Regions from separate parts of the Mus musculus genome. Here region 1 is linked to region 2. Evidence: chromatin contacts called from public ChIA-PET data. All regions are on one chromosome and are shown on one strand. Each heading gives the region's core, a stretch centred on a gene start, on an enhancer-like site or on the middle of the called end of the contact. The rest is flanking DNA. Distances are from core to core; before and after follow the strand shown. Region 1 holds the start of Cep295 (centrosomal protein 295). Region 2 holds the start of Izumo1r (IZUMO1 receptor, JUNO).

Region 1 (3,513 bases), core at 348-2,847, 450 kb after region 2:
TTATTACTCGTCTTTTGTAGACAGGGTCTTAATAACTGAGTGATAGTAGCTATAGTTTTAAAAACTCTTAATGCTCAAATATAACAACTTAAAAATACTGTTTCAATGAGCTGCTTGGGTCACCTGGTAGAAACTACACCCCCACCCCCTTTTTTTTTCTTTTTTTGAGACAGGGTTTCTCTGTATAGCCCTGGCTGTCCTGGAACTCACTCTGTAGACTAGGCTGGCCTCAAACTCAGAAATCCGCCTGCCTCTGCCTCCCGAGTGCTGGGATTAAAGGCGTGCGCCACCATGCCCAGCTTGAAACCATTCCTTTTCACAGAGAATTCTTTATCACAATTGTGGTCAGGACAAGTATGATCTTATTCATCACCTCATCTCTTTTGTCTAAAAAACTGTCTTGCATCTTATAAATAATTCAGCGTGGACTGAACGAGAAAGTGACTAATCCATATACAGTACTACATGGCAGACCCAGTCATGACTTCATCGAAGAACAAATGTCAAACAGTAGTAATTGCTTGAATTGAAAACCTTTTCCGCACTCGGGAGGCAGAGGCAGGTGGATTTCTGAGTTTGAGGCCAGCCTGGTCTACAGAGTGAGTTCCAGGACAGCCAGGGCTACACAGAGAAACCCTGTCTCGGAAAACAAAACAAAACAAAAAAAGCCTTTTCCAATACACTCCACTGAATTCTTAAGAAAATACTCCTGAGGATGGTTGAGGCTCCAAGAGAGGAACATTTTAAGTTGTCCTCCATAGGAGACAAGTATTCCTCCTGCATCTATTAAGTAGAATCCTGTTACCTGGCTTGTTCACTAGTCATTTCTACCCATGTGGACTCTTCAAGTTCTGTGTTTTAAGTGTCCAATAATGATGGACACAGTAGGGCTTATCTTGATAGATTTCCTTCTAAGGATTAGGCAGTATCTGACACACAGTAACCAAAAAATTAATAGATGTGGATGCAAGAGCCATTCATTAGCAAAAGGCAGAAGCCAAGTTTCAAATCCCTTGGGCCTTGTTAACTTTATTCCGTGTAAGGGGGTAATAGCCACCACACGTGGCTGTACTATATGTACGTGTGGCTTAATTACTACCCAACCGCCGAACACATTCTAATGTAAGACTGACGACAACCATTCGCTGCTGTAGGGTTTATTGCCTAGGCTGGTCTTGAACACGAGGCATTTCTCCTGCCTCAGCACTGCCTTGCATGTGCTGGGATTACAGGGTGAACTAACACTCTCGAATGAGACTGCCATTTTTTTCATAGCTTGAGTGTAGGAAGAGTACCAGAAGAGCTACGGGTGGCGGATGCCTCAGAAAGGCCGAGCTCTCTGTAGGGCCGGCCTCGGGGCGGTTTAAAGGGCCGGAAGGTTCGCCAGCCTGCTCGCGGCCAGCCAGAAGAACCCTGGCGGGCCTCCGTCACTCACCTGACAGCGTGTGTGGTCTGGCCTCACGACACACAGGCACCCGCACCCGGCCGGCTACCCAGCAGCCGTTTGGGTACCTGCGGGACAGCCATGACCCGGCTCTCGTCACTTCCGTCATTCAAACGGCCCGCCAATGGCGGGATCGGACGGCGGGAACCAGCTTAGGACCGCCTCCGCAGGGGCCGCCCGGAAGGCCGCGCCGTGCCAAGCCCCCGCCCACCTCCAGCTCGGCGCACGCGCAGCCCCGCCCACGTGCACGCACGCACGCACGCACGCGCAGCTTGCGCAACGGGCCATTATCCCTCTCAACTGTCAGGGTCTTGTCCCACTTGCTCTGTGGTGTTTTGTCGCCGGCAGTCAATCCTGGGTCGGGTTCAGAACATGAAGGAGGATGTGTGGAATCGGCGGAAGACTTGGACCAGGAAGTGCAGTTCACATACTATACTCTGACACCGAGACAACTCAGACTACCTTTATTTATACATCTAGTTTTCCACGTCTCTTTTAAGAACTTCCTATGTTCAACCAAGTGCACACTGTACTTCCTTCTCAGTCGCCACGGTTTCCTGCTAACCCATGAACAGTATCAAGAAAGATGAAATATAGATTGAGCACGTGGCTAATATCTAACCCAGCACATTGATACATAACCAATTGAGGATACAGTACAGAGAGGCGATAAACTACATACCCGAGAAATTCTGATTTAATTATTGACACCTAGCCTGTCCCCTTAGGAAATCTCATTCCTCTAGTGCCCAGGGCAAATTAGTAAACCGAGTCAGTTGCTCATCCTTGCTTGGTGTAACCTCTGAATATTCCTGTTAAGTCTTGGAACCAACAATCCAGAAAGACCTTCTTAAGCTTTTAATACCCATGTAACTATTGTTTGGAACAGCACTGTAGGGCAAATTGTTGGAACTAAGTAACCATAAGGAGAGAACATCTGGATGTTAGCTGGTGTACACAGACTAGGCCCTCTTGTTGACCAACCGCATCATTATTAACAAACACAGGAGTAGTGGTCTATTCCACTTTCATGGCCTCAGAGACAAATAGGAATGAATCACAGTCCAAACTTTCTGATTCTAGAGAAACATCTGTCACAAACAAAGTAAAAGCAAATACTTCCAATAACAAAGTCAAACACACAAATGCAAGGCAAAAGCGAACCAAGCATTCCTTGGGGAAAGGCCAGGAGATTCTGTTCCAATATCCCATAGGTCTTTGCCATGTGGGGACCCAACTCCTCAGGCCTTGCCATAAGGAGATCCATCTGCATTAAACTCATGCACCATTCCCAGCAGAGGCATGTTCACTTGGTCGCAAGTCTGGAAGAAGAGGTGTAGCAAGCACTTTTGGTTCAGTTGCCTGACACCCCTCTGTCATTTGCTGACCTGATGACTGGACAGCTCTACCCAGCTGGCGTCTTGGGCAGAAAGTACTCAAGTGGAAATCTGAGCTTGAGACATGTTCTGTTTTGAATAGGAAACCAGGAGGGATCAGAGCAAGCTCAGTAGGGTGAGAGAGTGTCAGCCTATACATTGTGGGGGAACACTCTCATAGAAGCAGGGGGATGGAGGATGAGATAGGGGTTTTCGGGGGTGGGAGGACTGGGAAAGGAGATAACATTGGAAATTTAAAGAAAATATTCAATAAAAATAAAATTTTTAAAAAATTGCCGCATTTTATTGGTTATATACGAGGGCCAGCCCAATTCAAGTTAGGAGGAAGTTATCTCTATGAGAGATGCTGTGGGCAGCTTAATCCACTGTGGTGTCCTTAGTTATACTTGGCCTGCCCTCTTCCCATGGTCCATGGAGACCCAACGATTAAGGCATGTGAAGGCAGTTTGCATATTTTTTAAAAGTATAAGATTATCTGCTTAGGCTTCTTTCTTAAGAACTTTGCCGTTTGATACAGACCCAGCACCCCAGGTCACAGAGGTATGGCCAAGACCAGGCCATTGCAACCCTCTAGCTCGCTTGCTATTGTGATGGGCATATGACCTAAAGTGGGTAAACCACAGTATTTTGCAGTAATTGTTCTTGGAATCAATAAAAATGAACACGTTCTTT
Region 2 (3,507 bases), core at 357-2,856:
GAGGCTTGCTCTGACCCACGGTTAGCTAGCATAGCCTCTGGGATCACCACATGACCTGTTTCCCAAGCGGCCAGAACAGCTTAGTGGCAAAGCCCTAGATGGACCCCAAATTAAGGATCTAAATGATTAGGGGTGGTGGGGTACAGAGACCACCTGGTCTGTATTTCTTCTCAAATAATCCTAAGAAGCTGCCCTAGCCCCTGGGCCAGCGCTGCTCTGTACCTCCTGGTAGAGTTCGTCTTCTGGGCCAGGTTCTTGCTTGTGGCGCTTGGAATTCATGCAGACGCTGAGCAGTTTGTCCCCTGCCAAGGTGGGTAGGACTGCCCACAACCCCAAGAGGATCTGCCACCACTGTGCCATGACCTGCCACAGAGAGAAGCCCATGGTAAAGAGAACCTAGTCTTCTGAAAGACCAGGAAGGTAACACCCACCCCACTCCTGCCAACCACCAGGCACTGAAGAGGGAGGAGGGGCTCCAAGGCTTCCTTAGGTTGCTGAAATATTCTGGCTGCTCCTAGAACCTTCTGTGTAGAGCAGCATCACAGAATGTAGAGTAAGACTTGGATCTGGCACTCATTACAAACCATTGCAGGAATGTAGAAAGCAAACTGACCAACAGGGGAAAAGAGAAGAAAAAGAAAAACAAACAAACAAACAAACAGCAGCTCTGAAGAGGAGGCCAGGCAAGGAATGGATCTAAGCTGCTCACTTAGATACAGTTTGCTAGTTTGGTAATAATATGGATTCGAAGTTTAGAGCTTTAATCCCAGCCCACAGCCAGCCTCTTGGCCAAGTAACCAATTCCCAGTAAACAGATTCTCCTTATGGCAAAAGAACATGGTGGGGTGGGATGTCAAAGCCAGCTTTATCCATCACATGCCAACCCTAGTTCTATTCCCTAGGAAGGGTCCACACCAGCTCCTCAGAGTAGTTCATCCCCACCCTGACCCTTCAACCAATGAGCTTTCCTTAGCTCATTTCAACCAACCCCAGTCTATCTCAGAGACACCCTATGTGTCAGGCTGTAACAGACAGCCTAAGACCCCTGCTGGCCTCTCAGGGCTAGGGGCTGAGGAGACTTCCACCTTTAAGCCCTCATCCTAGCACAGGAACACGAAGGCTGGCTTGTACCTTGGTGTTTGCTGATACATTTCCAGTTCTCTTCTGGGTTGTACTGGCAATGGGGGGCGGTGGTGGAGAGGCTGGACAGAGAGATCGCCCCTCTGCTAGAACAAGGGCAAACCCGGCTTCAGGAGGGCTCCAGTCAGTCCTCACTGCCAGGACTTCATGGGTCTTACGTCACCTAGGCTTGCTGGGAGCCTGCCCTACACATCAGCAGTTTAGCCGGAGTAGTAGTCTACCTCAGGATGTCTGAGATGTGACTTAGAGACCCAGACTCTTCTGCAGAACCCATCCTGAACTCCAAACCCAAGACTGTTCTTCCACAGAGCCAGCTCCAAGTTTGCACAAAGAACAACTATTCTGAAAGACCGGGAAGGTAAGATGAAGAGAGGAAAGACACCAGCCCCCTCAGCATTGTCTTCAGATGTACCTTCAAGGCAGGGCCCTCCTGTTGCTCCTCCTGATGCCAAAGAGGTGAGCGGGCTGAGGGCGCTCCACCCACTGCCCTTTTATCAGCCTTCAGCTTCTATGAGCTACAGGTGTGGAGAGCCGCCAGTAGCTAGACCTGAGTAGCCTGCCTCCAAGAGAGAGAGAGAAACAAGACCTTGTGGTACCAGAGATCCCTGAAGTGGGTGGCAAGTTCAACTCTCAGCACTGCTTCTAACCTGTGAGAACTTGGAAATAACTTAGATTCTATCAGTCTGTTGCTCTGTAATGAGAGCTGTTGGCAGAATCTGTCCGGCGGGGTGGGGGGTGGGGGTGGGGTGAGAGGGATCATGAAAAGTTCACAGCCCAGGGATGTCTTAACAGTCCTTCATCTTTTGTTCTCAGAAGCTTCCTCGGGTCCCTTCCTCTGCTCAGACCCCTGGGGCCTCTGAGTAACAGAATCCTCCCACAGCATCCGGGTCTAGCTTAGCAGCACGCAGGTGCACAGACAGGCAGCTTGGCCAGCCAAGAATTTAAGCAACAATCAAAGCTGAAACAAAAGCCGCCCCTCAGGGCCACCAGGGGCAGCCTGCATTTGCACCCTGTGCCTGGTCTGATCGCTGCTCCAAAGGTCCCATTGGAGGTGATGCCCATAACTTTGCTTGTCTTTTATGTTCTGTCTCCAAAGGAAAAGTAGCCAAAAATCACTGAAATTTCATACAAAAAGTAGTAAATAAATAAAAACATTCCTTGTGATTTCCACCAAGGAAGACAAAGTACAGCACACGGTGTTCAGCTGCCAGTCAATGTACAAAGCACATTGATTTTGTGCAGGGAAAATAGCAGTTTCCATGCGTGGGTATGGAGTACTGAACATCCACGAGGACTAGTCACGGGGCTGGAGGCTAGGGCACTGGTACACAGTCTGGCTTACTGCCTGCAAGAATACCCCAAATGAGCACTCTCTTTTGTAGGGGATACTGAGGCTCGGACAGAGGTTGATGGAGCTAGAATCTGAGAAAGGCTTGTTTGACTCCATATTTAATGCTTATGAACCAGGTGAGGGGGATGCCCCCAGGACTGAGGGGTAGAAACTATCCAGATCTTTAAAAAAATTAAACGTCACAGTCAGACTTTGGGGGTGGGGGTGTGTTGGCTTTTCCGGAACAGAGCAGTAATGGTTATCAGCCCAACTTGCATGTCTGGTCTTCAACAGAGCTGAGACTCATTTCCTGAAGCCAGAGGCCAAATGGAAAGGCATTTCTGCTTCGAGGGTCTCTTTTGTATCGGTGTCCACAGGGACAGCAGAGGCAGGTACTCACGTCTGTCCTGTATAGACACCCAGGGAGCAACAAGTCTTGACAAGTAAGCGTTTTGGAACTGAACATTAAATTTAAAATGACTGTGGATGTGGCAAGAGCAAGAATCCAAAAATGAGTCACACGAGTCATTACTGGAATGGAAAAATGTCCTCCACAAGGAGGGAGAGAGATAAGGAGGACTCTCTTAGCCACCTCCAGGACAGAGCTATAGGAATTGTGTCAAAATTGCAGCCAGCATGGATGCAGGTGCAGTGGGGGAGGGGTGATTGCAGAGAGCTCCAGGCCAAGCATCTGTCCCTAGAGAAGTGCTGTGAGGCCCTTGAACAGAGCTCATTTTGCCTTATTTTGTCCCAGTCTTCCAGAGAAATCTGTTTTCCGATTGAAGGCTGCTAAATCAGGGCTGGCTGTGGATGGAGCCACTCAAGCAGCCGAAAACAGCAACAGATTAAAGACCAGGGGAAGAGGGGCAGGCAGTTAAAGGCATTCTGAAGGGGGAGGGAGGGGCAGTGAATGGGGTGACCTGAAGTGACAGGGATGCTGGATGGTGATGCCTGTCCTGTCTTCCCACCGTTTGGGTTATCAGGTCATCCAAAGCAATGCATTTGAAGACAAACAAAAAACAAAAAAGCTAGGACAC

The links. ChIA-PET counts read pairs in DNA pulled down with a chosen protein or histone mark.
Region 1: an RNA polymerase II ChIA-PET map of memory CD8 T cells shows a contact between it and region 2, with 8 read pairs. The contact joins the promoter of Cep295 here to the promoter of Izumo1r in region 2.

The regions. Positions count from the first base shown.
Region 1 is chr9:15,356,191-15,359,703 of GRCm38.p6, forward strand. It overlaps Cep295 (centrosomal protein 295), which reads right to left and starts at 1,598. Exons shown (of 27, transcript NM_176976.4): 1 at 1,436-1,598. The coding sequence starts at 1,553.
Region 2 is chr9:14,902,161-14,905,667 of GRCm38.p6, forward strand. Izumo1r (IZUMO1 receptor, JUNO) reads right to left here and starts at 1,607. Exons shown (of 5, transcript NM_022888.3): 1 at 1,553-1,607; 2 at 223-363. The coding sequence starts at 360.